2 separate regions of the Anas platyrhynchos genome follow, and region 2 is linked to region 1. The links are chromatin contacts, called in public Hi-C maps. All regions are on one chromosome and are shown on one strand. The core of a region is the stretch at or near the end of the contact, and the rest is flanking DNA. Distances in the headings are between cores, read along the strand shown.

The links. Hi-C and Micro-C count contacts between places; a contact is called where the count stands out from the background.
Region 2: a contact with region 1 is called in a Hi-C map of F5 follicle, with 1.8 times the contacts expected there. The contact joins two enhancer-like sites. A contact is called at or near these places in 2 of 8 Hi-C or Micro-C datasets (F5 follicle and subcutaneous adipose tissue).

What each region holds. Positions count from the first base shown.
Region 1 is chr2:107,122,080-107,128,580 of IASCAAS_PekinDuck_T2T, forward strand. The region is part of intron 5 of ATXN1 (ataxin 1); the gene reads left to right. Among named protein-coding and RNA genes, the nearest start is that of GMPR, 80 kb to the right of the region's middle. Within about 2 kb of position 3,827, at least 3 of the 8 cell types and tissues checked have an H3K27ac peak or open chromatin away from gene starts, as enhancers often do. A contact at or near this core is called in F5 follicle, where this site is marked.
Region 2 is chr2:107,020,300-107,026,800 of IASCAAS_PekinDuck_T2T, forward strand. The region is part of intron 3 of ATXN1 (ataxin 1); the gene reads left to right. Among named protein-coding and RNA genes, the nearest start is that of ATXN1, 54 kb to the left of the region's middle. Within about 2 kb of position 2,527, at least 3 of the 8 cell types and tissues checked have an H3K27ac peak or open chromatin away from gene starts, as enhancers often do. A contact at or near this core is called in F5 follicle, where this site is marked.

The sequences.
Region 1 (6,501 bases), core at 2,577-5,076:
TCTGGTACCTGCCCCACGCATCGTTTTGGTGAACGGGGACTTTTCAGTGAGTAACGCAGGCTGAAAGGGGATGCAGTTTGTTACAGCATGGAGCTCGCCTGAGCTTTTAATAGAGGAAGGGAGTTGTGCTTGGCTCCCCTCCCTGAAATACTCTGAAATACTCAGAGCTGTCAGTCAGACATTGTTCTCAGCTGAAAGTTGCTGAAAATAGAGAGGAATAAAGGAGCAGGGAAGGTGCTTGGAGAAGAACTGCCCGTGTTTCACTATGGACTGTCATGTGCAAAGGGCTGTTTTGCAGCTCAGGGTAAACACAGAAAAATTAAGAAGCACCAGAAAAAGTGCAACAGGTCAGCAGAACAGTCTCTTGCAGATTCCCATGCAGATTTGCGAGGCAGAGGAAGTGAGCAACAGGCAACGCAGAGCTCGGCCTGACATTTGTGGACGGCGTATCAGCGAGCCGGGCTTGTGCTGGTGGAGGTAAATGGGACACCGACACGGATGAGGACTCGTGAGCTGTGCCAAGTGTGAGACCAGCATCCCGGAGGAGATATAAACGGCTCGGCAGTGGCTGTGTGTCAGGAGAAAAGAGCAGCCACCGAAAGGCTAGAGGAGAAGCAGGCAGAAATGCACGAAGCCAGGGGATGATGGCGAGGAGTGGGGTTATTCGGCGGAGGGAAAACCCCACGCGCCAGTCTTGTGATGAGCAAAAATACACGTTTCAGTGTGTCACAGACTGTCTTTTTCCTCTTGCACACGGTAACACGGCTGCAATTACCAGCAGGCTCACCTCAGAGGAGAGGGTGTTACTCTTACTTTCCCCTCGCGTTTAAATATTCAGATCTGTGAGAAGAGCTGAGGAGTTGTCCTTTACTTCCCAGCACAGCTGAATACTCGTGGCTGCTCTGTCCTCTCTGCCGTGCTGCCACCTCCCAGAAGCTCTCCTGGGATTTGTGCACAAACCTGGGGACCAACTTCTTGCCTCGTTCTGTGTGCACGACTTTTCTGGTAGAAAAGTTAGCGCGTGTGAGGTGTGTGTCCGTGGCTGCGAAAGGGTGTGCATGTGCGGGAAGAACTGTCAACCTTGAAAAATTATTTTTCATTTCTTTCCCATTTCTCAAAGAGTTTCAGAGTTAATTTTTAAAGCTTCAGTGCACATTGGAAAGACACTAAAAGCGGTAAAAACTTCTGGGTTTCAGATGTGGCATTTTTTCCTTGCTTGCCTTAACCAAGAGAAAGATCCTGTACTTAGAGCGAGCACAGCCTTCCAGGAAAGAAACAAATGCTTCTCAACATGGCTTGTGCAGCTCCTTTTGTCACTTTGAGAGGCTGCTTTTTTCAGCGTTGGAAAAGCTGGAGGTGAAGTGATTAATGTAGGCCCAGTCTTTTAGCTCTGACATCTCTGCTCTCCTTTCTGCATTGCTGGAGCCTGCTTGACATGGTTTCAAGCGGAGAGCAGCACCATGCAAGTGATTTTTGCACACATGGAGGTGATCATTGGTGTTCACCCCCGCTCTGTCCTGCACGAGTCTATCAGCAGAGGAAATAAGCAGTGTTTGGGGTAGGTTTGCTTTCTGGGACTGGTCCTGCGTTTGCTGCCAGGTGGTTTCTTGTGCTTTGAGTGGAGCTGCTCCCTGATACGGGAGAGAGGGGAGAAGTGGCCATGTCTTGGTGTGTTGTGGAGGGCTCAACTGGACCAGACAGCATCTCTCTTCCTCCCCAGCTGAGACAGCACAACAAAGTGCAGTCAGAAAAAATCCTACCCCATCTTTTCTCACACTGGAGCACAGTCCACAGCCTCCTGACCCCAAAGGAGAAGCACCACCTAGCTCAGCAGAGCCAGTGCCAGCAACCACGAGCTAGCGGTGGGGTTAGGAAAAGTGAGAGGAGGGAGTGTGTTGTGCCCCTGAATGGGATTTCAAATATTTTGTCTTTGGCTCATACGTAAGCTGACTAATCCTCATGGTTTGGCCACCTGTCCTGCAATGTGTGTCTGTCTGTCGGGGTGGAAATTTGCTCTCTCTTTGCATTTAGCAGCGCACAGGGTTACTGCCTGGCACGGTTTTACTGCCTAGTGCAGTCTTTCCAACCCAGACCCATGTGCCCGGGGCTGGCCCCAGCACCCTAGGCACGAGTCCATCGCACAGCTTTTCATGGTGCAGTGGAGGGGAGCAGAGAAGTGCAATCCCACTGCTGGTTCATAGCAAAACCCAGTATTTGATTGCGTTTCCTGACAAGCTCGATCTTGGGCAGTTTCGTGTGTAGTAGCTGCATGCCACGGAGATCGCGTACCCTTTAGGCGTGTTGGACTGAGTTTCACTCTTCCCCTTTGTGCAGCGTTGCCGGTTTGTTAGATGCAGATTAGAGACAAAAGCTTTCACAATTAGTATTTTAATGGGAGAGCAGAGGAGTGACATTATGACCCGCTTACAAATGTGCCCGAGATTGTCTGGAGTCCAGCCCACTCCGGGGAGTGAAATCCTGCTTCCTGGGGATTAGTCCAGAAAACCAGCCCTTGTTATCGGCTCTCACAGCTTCACAAGCCCAAGCGAGCATACTCGGGTGTTTCCAGGTACTGGAGAAGCGCTCGCCTTTGCCTCGTCCAGTTGCAGAGACTCCAGAGACGTCCTCGGAGCCCAATGCAGCTCGGCTCTCCTAAACGCGGTATTTCCAAGCCCTCCTGCTCGAGGAGTGGAGGAAGGAGCTTCTTTCCAAGAAAAATGTAGGCTGGGTAATCTGACATCATTCGGAGTCACATCACCCTACGCCCACCAGCGTTCAAAGATAGAATGGGAATGGCAGAATCTGTTCTCAGGGTAACACTAATAGTACTTCTCCTGCAGCTCATTGTGTGCCGTCCCCACCCCGCCATCACCACAATTAACATTTCTTGCAGTGACTTGGGAAAGTGTTGCCATAACAAGGTTGCGGGATCGGCAACTGCAAAAAACCCTAACGAGGTACCTAATGGGGCTTTTTGTTGCCATTATTTCTGCTTAATATATTCCGAAAAAGTCGGGAGGTTTTAACCTTGCCTTCAGCTGCAGTACCCGGGCATGTTTAACAGAATACCACTTCATTTGTACTGCAGCTAACGTGGGCTAAAAGGGCTCGGAGACCCCTCTAATGTAGTCAGTCAAATTGGTGCCCGGAGCCAAAGAAAACGTATAGCCAAACACATGTTTTCGGTCTTGAGCTAAAAAAATGCACTTCATGTTGAATAGCCTCCTCCAAGTGCCGCAGTTAATAAGCCATGTTGTGTTTTTACTGGAAAAGTATGCTTCTAGCCAAGCATTCTTTGCATTTTTCCCAGGATTTAGTCATAAAATCACTTTAGACATATTGCAAGTATGAAATGTGTGCACATCAGATAAAGGGCAGCAATTCTTGTTTTGCTGTAAAGCTCCATGGAAACATTTTTATCACCGTCAAATGCATTATCCCGAGAAGTCTGGCCCCTTTCTTCGCTGCGAGCACCCAGTTGGATAAGAAAGCGCCGAAGGACGGAGCCAACCTGAGGCGAGGGTGGTTTGGCGAGCGAACACGCGACCCCATCCCGGTGAGTTTGGTGTCCCCGGGATCCGCTTGCCCGCGGTGGCAGACACCAGGTATCAGCCGCCGTGCCGCTCTGGGCATCCCATCCCGGATGCATAATTCTGCAGGCATTAAAAAAAAAAAAAAAAGTGAGAAACCTGGAGACTTGCTGAACTATTTTAAGCGTTATTATTTCAAGAAATGATTTACGCAAGCGAGAAAAGCCTCTAGCACAGTAGGCAGGCGCAGCCCTTGGAGGCAGCAGCGCACAACACACACTCTCGCAGCCCCCTCTGGCTGATGCTCGCAGCATCGTGGCTCTGCTCGGGAGCCAGCCGCCAAGTTCCCCATGCTGGCTGGCGACCAGCCTTCCTGGGGGAGCAGGGGGCAGAGGGAAGCACTGCTGCAGTCAGCAGCAGCAGCAAGGTTTGAAAAGAACAAGGGTGTGCTCGTTCTTGGTGTGTCGGAATAGAGGGAGCTAGCTATCAAACATATGTTCACACATCCGCAGTATACAGAGTAATGTGTATATACCACCTCGCCGAGCCAAGCTGTGTTCGGAATCAGAAGGATATTTAAAGCAGCTCTGCAAACTTCACAGCGCTGGGCTCGTCTCTGAGGGGACCTGCAGGAAAGCTGGTCTGATCTGCCTGTCTTGGTGTCTGCAATTCCAGCCTGGATTCTCGGGTAGCTCCCTCGGCGCTAAGAAACAGGCACGTAGATGAGGAATACAGACGAAGGGGAAAAGCCCAAGGAGCAGAGAGGGGTTACCCAGCCTGAAATTTCATCCAAACCCCATGCAAGCATCATGGAGCAATGAGGTCTGGCAGGAGGGCAGCTAAAAGCCATCCCCATCCAGCGAGGACTCAGGAAGATCCACAGGAGTCAGGCCTGGATCCGCATCAGGTTTGGAGCGCAGTCCTTACCTGCTGCGGAGGTTTTGGGGATGGGACAGCCGACAGAAGCCTCATCCCAGCCCCTTCCTTCCACTCTGGGAAGGAGCTCCCGGGGCTTTCACAGGCCTGCGGGTCCGTGCGTGACCCACCAGAGCTATCACACTGTGTTCCTCCTGGGCCAGGCCAGGGTGAGGATTTTCCCGTTACAGGCAGGTCTCTGAAGGTACTTTTAGCTCAGTCCCTGCAATATTTGATCACTTTGCCTTCTTGGACAAGTTGGCATTTTTCACTCGCACGGTAGCGTCTTTCACAGGGGAGGAACTTTATTCTGCTGCTGCCTTCCTAAATGCCTTTTTTTTTTTTTTTATTGTACCTAATCAATCTTGCCGTGTTACTAAGAGCAACATCCCTGCTGGCCAGTCGAGAAGCTGGAAGCCTTACATGGCCTGGTGCGTACCCAGCACAAAGCTCCCTTTCATACATTCGGCGGCTGAATTACCAGCGATGCCGAGATCACAGCGCTGATAAAACAGTGTTGAAAGCCCTGAGCATTTCAGACTTGGTGCTCTCCGCCTAAAGGATAATTTTAGAATACTCTTCCCCTCGATAATAGTGATTTTACAGCAATGTAACTGTTGAATTTTAAGAGTTAGATCAGTGTAAATGAAGGCAGATTCAGCTCCTTTCTTCTAAGGCAGAGAACAAAATTCTTTTATATCAGCAGTTACAAATGTATAAAAAATCCAAATGTGCATACCCACACAAAAACCTTCCTCCTCTTAAGGCAAGACCGTAAATAATTAATATAATAACCTGCTTACAAATTCAATCTAGCTGTAATAAGTTTGTTGAGACATTTCGGATTAGCTCTGTCCTTTTTTCTTTGCTCTCGTTTCCTCTCCCCCCATGAGTGCAGGTAGCTTCCACCTGCATTGAAAGCAAGCAAGCGTATTCTTTCTAGTTGGAGAGCTGCCTTTTCAAAAGGGGCTCTTACCTTGCTTCAAGGTTTTTATGGTATGATTTTTATCTTTTATCTTTTTTTTTTTTTTTTGTATTCAGGTTTTTCTGTTTCTCCAGAAAATAAAATGCTGCACATTAAAATCCACTTTCCCGTGGGCAATTCTTGCAGCTTTTTGCAAACAAAGTGCTTAAAGCCTACTTGCAAGGTGATTGTACTAAACAAATGTAGTAAATAATCCCGAAATTGCAATGCATCTCATTTACATCTGAATGGAGTTACTCAGATGTGGGATGCCGGTGGTACAAGTGACTCCAGGAACGCTGCTTCAGGTTTTGTGTTTGCTAATACAGGCAGCTGTACTGCTTGTAGGTAAAAAAGCGTGACCCTGTGCAAAGGATGCGAATCTTACTTTGCTCTTCTCTAGGAGACCAAAGTCAGGTACCTAAATAAAGCTGGCCTGACCCTCAAGGTGCTGAGCAACTGTGCCTTCTGTGTAGGTAAAAAGGCGATGCAGCTGCCCAGCCTGTCTATAAAGCAGGTATTTTTTTAAGTTCCTAAAAATGGATTTAGAAGCCCAGTTTAAGAATACGAGGTTCAAGGTACGGGTCCTCACCAAGTCCGTGTTCAGCGATGGGCTGAGCAGGGGTGCAGATAGGTGCCGATGCTGGTGCAGAGCTGGCCCTCGCTGCTGCACTGATGGTGCCTCCATGAAGCTGGAGGGACGGAAAAGGCTTTCTTCAGAACGGCACGTTCACAGAGTTACAGAGAAACAACCCTTACCCCACAGGCTTAGCAATTTTGCAGTAGGTCTTTTTTTAGGGTGGATGAGGGTTTGGCGATTCAGCGCCCTGCAGCTCACCCCTTCAGTGTGCATCTCAGAAGGCCTTGAGTCTATTCGGATACGAGTGGTGGCAGTAGCACCTCTCCCCACCAGAGACAAGGTGAGCCAGCTCTCAGGAGGTCTCGGCGATCTGGAGGTGGGTCAGAGGAGCTGGTAGCATGCTGGGGATGTCCAGCTAGCTCCCTGCTGCTGCCAGAGGCTTGCCGAGGGCTGGGAGGCCGTTCCATATGCATGAGGGCACGAGCGCTGAGTCCTCCAAAAAGTAAGTTTGC
Region 2 (6,501 bases), core at 1,277-3,776, 100 kb before region 1:
TTCCTTTACTACTAGGAGCAGAGGGTACTGTGTCTTTGAGTGTTTTGACATTCATTGCTTTAGTTCTTGAGTCATGTCTTATGTAAGTCTCTTGAGTAGGTTTCAGGTTGCTATTTAGAGGTGATGATGTGCTTTGTGTGTAGAGATCATGGAGGCAAGGAGCTCTAGGCATTGATTGTCTTGCTTTCTTTGTCCTGATTATGTTTTCTCATGATTTTTCGATCCTTTGTTGTTTGTATGAACAGCCATGAAAGGCAAAAGGTGAGGGAATGGATTCTTGGAGGATGTGTGCCCTTAAATGCAGCTGTAGGCATGCAAGTAGTTAGTTTTTAAGTTTTGCTGGTTATCTATGTGATTTAAAGAGAACAAGCAAATTGCTAGTTATTTCCAGGTGACCCGCCCCTTGACTATTAGACCATTCCTGGTGAGGAGCTCCAGTATGAATGTGGGAACATAAGTCCAGGTGTCCAGGTTTGAACACTTTACGTAACATTAAAAGGAGGAAGTGGAAAGGGGAAGAGTTGAGAGGTAAGGAACAAGTAATACATGGCTTGTGGGGAAGCCTCTGGTATTCAAAACCAGTTACTCTAGGCTTGAACATTTTCAGCTTCTTAAAATACCAACTTCTTGCACCACTCCATTTGACTGTTTTATCATGATCTTTAGGCTTCTCCTTCTTTACTTTTCCTTGCAATTCTGTGAGCTAACAATTTAAAGGGGGAGAGCAGGAGGGAGTGAGTGTGACTTAGATTCTCACATTATCAAGGCCGGTGAGGGTTGGGAGAAAAGGTCAAATTTGTGAATAATACCATGAAAAAAAGTTCAGAACCTGGAACCACTCCAAGCCGTGGGAGATGCTGTAAAGTTTTATGCCTTGTTTGTATAAGATGGTCAGAAGATTATTGTCTTCTTTCCTCAGAAAAAAAAAAAAAAACCGACTCCAGACCTACTTGAAATCTTGCAGGATTTGCTAAAAATCATGGGAATTGGTATCAAAAGTGCAGGGTGAATGCAGCAGTTGACTCTAGATAGATGATTGTTTTGTCTGTCTGTCTTCATACTTCTAAACTTCTTCTGCTAAAGTGTTTGTCAAGTTGTAAGATGTCTTCAGAGTCTTTGTAAGGTTTTTAGAAACGATCTGCAGAAAAAAATACAGGACTGTGTTCTTCATGAAAATTTTTAAGAACTTAGACTGTGTTTTCTACATTATCATCAAGAACACAAAACACTTTGCATCACAAGCACTTTGCTTGTTTGGTAGGTTTCTTGTCACACAGGGATGCAGATTTGGGGCTTCTTGTGACTTCCTCTTGGTATTTTGTGCTTGTCGTTGTGTACCTGTGGGATGCTTGTTTGACTCGGGAATAAAATGCTGTGTAGGGTTCGAGTACAGCATCCAGCTGGTACCTGATCTGTAACGTGTGGTCTCCTACTGGTGTCTGCCGGGGGCATTGCTGTATGGCACTAGGAGAACTTGCAGTCTTCTGATAGTGGCAGTGATCTTTGCCTGCCTTGTCAGAAATATGCTGAGCGGGCATTTCAGGGATAAGATTTATTGCTTACTTTAGCAAGATCTGCAAACAATATCTGACTTAATAATTCTGCTTTCTGCTTGTAATTACACGTTATTACTTTTTGGTAATGCCTTCAGAACTTCTCAGTTCATTATCAACTCTCAGAACATAATTTAAGGAATAATGTGTATCCTGACTGGTCATAACGAGGCTGAAATTCCATCTTGGGCTTCTGGTGTCATCACAGAACCGGGATGGAATTACAGCTTTAATTTATGTACTATGGGGGATACATTATTTATTACTATGCATTAGAAAATGATTAATCTCTGCTTGTGTTGCAAGACTATCCTACTGCTAAAAGTCCCCAGGAAGTGCTGAGACATTGTAGAACTTCTTGTGCAGATTACAGCTTCATGAAGCTGCCAAAAAGGCCACTGCATTATTCAAAAACTGCTAGAGGTGATGAAAATTTACGAAGCCGCTACGGGGTTTTTCCTGACTAGTAGAATTCCTACAAGGTTTCCATCTGCTAAACCTGAGCGTTTGCCTACCTTTAGTCCCTTTTAAGTGTTTAATTTCACCTGAAGTCCTGATCAGATGAAAGAAGTTGAGCAGTGCTGTGTTTTGAGGACCCTGATTCAACAAAAGACTTCGACCATAGTCAAGCTCCACTGAAGACAACAGGAATTGGTTTGATCAATCAGTTCTTCAATTTCTACTTCTTTGTTTGTTCATAAAACCTATTTCTTCATCCTTCACTTCCCAAAACTGTGCCTGTGTGTGCATGCATGCCTCCATGAGTATGGGGAAGCAGCAGTGGAGCAGTATGAATGGGTAGAAAATTGCAGTAAAACCAACTGATTCGTCCAGTTCTCATTCCAGCAAGCACATTTTTAATGCGTTATGCTCTGATAACGTTCCATTTTTGTGAGCTTTCTCTGTACCAGAAAAGTCAGTAATCAGGTCCTGGTATGTAATTAATAACGCCGTGTGGCTGGCGGTGGTGTCCGCAGCTCTGGCTGTTGACCTTGAGTCACCGCATTCCTTCACAGCTGGTTTTCGGTGGGGTTTAGCCTTTCTGCTGGAGCAGAGAATTTGTCGCTTTTCCTTTTACAGTCCGCGGCCAGGAGTTTGTACAGAGACCTAATACCAGCCACTACGCCGAGCAGCTGTTACCAAGTAACATAACTAATCCCTGCCTCTTCATAAAATGAATTTGAGACTTGGAGCTGGGGGGGGGGGGGGGGGAGAGGGTGGTGTGCGAATTTGCTTTTGCGAGTGCTGTGCCCTGGTTTGGAAAAAAAAAAAAAAAAAGAGGAAAAAGAAAACCCCAAACCCTAAAGGTTTGTAGGAATTCTAATTAATAAGCCCAGCAAAATGTCTTCAAAGTGCTCGGCATGATTAGATCTGAAGAAGAGAACCAGATATTTGTAAAAGATCAAACAGATACAAATACCTTAAGAAAAGAAGTCACTGATGTAAATTAAGTGAACACTTTATACTAGTACAAAAGTATTATAAAAAATTAAATACTCCCACTTTCTAAGGCAGCATTTTTATCTAAGGCTCCGATGACATGTATAAACCACTCAAGTTTCAGTCTTGTGGGTTACATTGTCACCAGAAGCTCTGACTAATAATACAGCAAAGTCTTACAAATGACAGTTGGATATAGTATGACTCTAAATGGCATTTTTTTGTTGTTTTATTATTTCATGTGTTTAAGGAAAAAAAAAAAGAGAAGCTCTCAGTGCCTACTGACTAATTGGGCTGAACAGAGAGGAGTGCTACCCTCGATCTAATTTGGGTGGCCGTGTTATAAATCACAGATGTGGAATCTAACACCCGGTGACAAAGTGGATAATCCTTCGGGTGTAAAATCTTGAAGCTGGTGTATAGAAAGACGTACAAAGCACGCCGGCAGCTCTCCCCCACGCGAAATTAAAATAATTGTCATTTTTGCAGGGAACACCATGGGAATCAGAATCGGAGACAACCAGCCTCTTCAGCGTGAGAGCTGAAGAGATGGCTGCAGTTTCTAGGCAGAGTTTCAGCCCGCTGGAGCTGTATAAATAGATCACTGGTGCCATGCAGATCTGCTGGGGACCAATCGCTGTTCCCTTCCACATCACGAGGAGATGCAGAGGAGCAGTCCTCTGCGGCTACCTGTGCTGCGCCTCTCGCGCTGAGCGCATCGGCTGGGGCTTCTGAGGGCAGAGAGGCTCGCTCGGGTGATGCTCTCCCCCCCACGAGCAGCCTGGCACGAGGCTCCTGCAGTTACAAGCCTGTGTTTTCAAGGCTCGCTTAGATCGTAAATTGGACGTGGCGTTTGTGCTAGCTTTCTGAATGAGTTGCAGCCTTGGGAATCCGGTGTCGTGTGAATCGAGATAGCATGTCACATCACTGGAGAGGAAACTAGCTGCTAACCATTGGGGGGACTGGGTAACTGTGGTGTGGCAGAGGCATGAGATCAGAGCTTCTTCCTAAATCCTGAGCATGAATTTCACACGTTGCAGCTGCATTTCTTCGCTGCCTGCTAGTTCGCTACGGGTATTATTGTCAGTGTTGCGTGGGGAGGGGCTTTTAAGTTCGCTATGAGACGCAGAAATGAGGAAGAATGCAGATATTTAAGGGTAGGTTTCTCAAGGTCCTTAAGCTCGTGGCCCCTCCTGATGGCTGTGGGGTCAATTGCGTTGAGCCAGCACGCTCCAGAAGCGTTGGATCCTGCTGCTGGAGGCCAGGACTGACACCCTGGATGCGCGCTTCTGCGCAGATGTGTGGGACTGAATCCTCAGCGTTCGCGAGGAGCATCACGTTAAAAGCAAGCTGGAGGAAAGAGAAAGAATGACGGTAGGTTTTAACGTAGGATTAGGGTCCGATAACTTCTTGGCACAGGTTCCCCGACGCTGGGAAATGAGCCTTCAGGTTGCATTGTTGCACTCACAGGAAAGCGTGCCAGCAGCACTGCGAGCACTGCCCTCTTTCCGTGCCTGCGGAGGTAAAACAGAGAGACGTGGCTTCTTTCACCCTGGCCACAGGGCTAGAGCTGGTCCCGGCTTTGTTCTTCAGGGCGTGAGCTGTTTGACTGCCTGAGATTTCTTTTTCGATGGGTAGCAATGGGATAATCCGGCCGCACGGTGCCGGCACTTGGGGCTGGGTTGTGCTTGCCGTGGTGCACTGCGCGAGCTCCCGAAGTTGTGTAATTGGGAGCTTGCTGTCATACTGCGGATGACTGATGGCATAATTTGTATTTTCAAAATACATAAAGGAGCTCAGCCTAATCAGGTGGTGTGGTAAATATTTCCAGGAGATAAAAACAGAGTATTAGGGCAGGGAACGGAGTTATAAACTTCCTTTAATGAGCTGCATATTGTTTGATCATGTTTTTTCATATACATGAGCTTCTGCATGCCAGATTCGAGTAATAATTGGCAGCTACTTCACAGTCCTAGAGAAATGATACTATAAATACTGGAAACAGTCAAAACGAGTAGATGTGTCAGTTTGCCTTTCAGACTACTGTGACTAACAGGTGATTAGCACAAACAGTAGAAGGCCCATTTGTTCTTCTCCTAGCTCCTGGAAATACAGGGAGAGGGGGAGCTGCTCTGCGCTAGCAGCGGTACCACTGGCTGCCTTGGCTTACAGGTTTGCCTGGGCAAGCGTTTGACTTCCAAATCCTGCTCACTTCTTGAAGTCCCTGACGTTAAGCATGTGAATGGATAGGTTTGGGGCTTGAAGGAGCCTCCTGGGCTTATTCCGGAGAGTTTCCAGCAAAACCTGATGATGCAGGAAAACCCCCAAATTACAAGGCTTTTCCTACTTCAGTGGGTAGCTCGTGGTGTTGATGGCATGCAAAGCAGAGGGAATCCGCGCCCATTTGTTCATGCATGCTGGTAGTATTCAGTCTTCCAAAAAAGATGCAGTAAATGAAAATATCTCCTGCCTTGCATGCTGATCGGCTGCCATTATTTCTCAAAGATGGAGATTTTAAATAGCAAATGTTAATTTGAGGAGGCTTTTAAGATATACGGAAAGCACTTCTGAAAAAATATTCAAATGACAGTGAAGGATTTTTGTTTTCTGTTTAGCTTTTTTCTACAGTACAAATGTGCCCATACTCAGTGAAACTCACACTCAGAGGGATTTGGCTGTGCGGGAGAGTATCCCTCCTTCACAATGTTGTATTGCAGAGCAGCTTGGTTTTAATGATAAGGAGTTCCCAGTAATAGCTGTGAAGAGGCCTAGGTACGATCATGGGTGGATGAATTTTTTTTTTTTTTATAGCGTTTGGATGTCTCTCTGAAAATGCTACGCTGCAGCTTTTGGGGCTGGATAATGCTCACGAGCAATGGAAGGGTGATTCCCACTTCTGAAGGGATTTTAGGCTGAAATTGTGTGGTCTCTCATATGGATTAGCGTAAGTCTAAAGGCACTTAATGGTCTTGGCTGATTTAAAAAATCTCTTACTTTGTGCTTAAAGCCTAAATTGGTTAATGTGGTTTATATTACATTTGAATATATACCCGGTCATCGAGGCGTGTGCATTTTAGCATAAAATACGAGTCCAGGGACTAGCACGAGGAGGGGTTTTGTAGCTTTTTAGGCACTGCAGTATTTCTTTTAAAGTGATTACGTGGTGATCATTAGCTCTCTTTAGTAACATTCCCCTTGCTGAAAGCTGGATGTTGTTTTTTCCACCCCTTGGAAGGGAACTCGTGCAGTTAGCTTCCTCGCAAATCTCGGTGGTTCTGCAGCCTGGCTGCAGGGTTACTTTCATTTTGTGCGGGGTGGTGGGAGAGGTACACGGTGCTGCAATCCCTGGCTGCAGACACCGAAGAAAAACCCTGGGGGTGAGTTCGAGGAATGTGGAGAGGACGGTGTGAGCTGAAGATGTGCCCTGGTTGGGACTGGGAAATGAAGCTGTGTTGGCTTCTAGCTTTGGGGTGACAGATGTTTGCAGGCTGAGAGAGGTTTTGTCCCA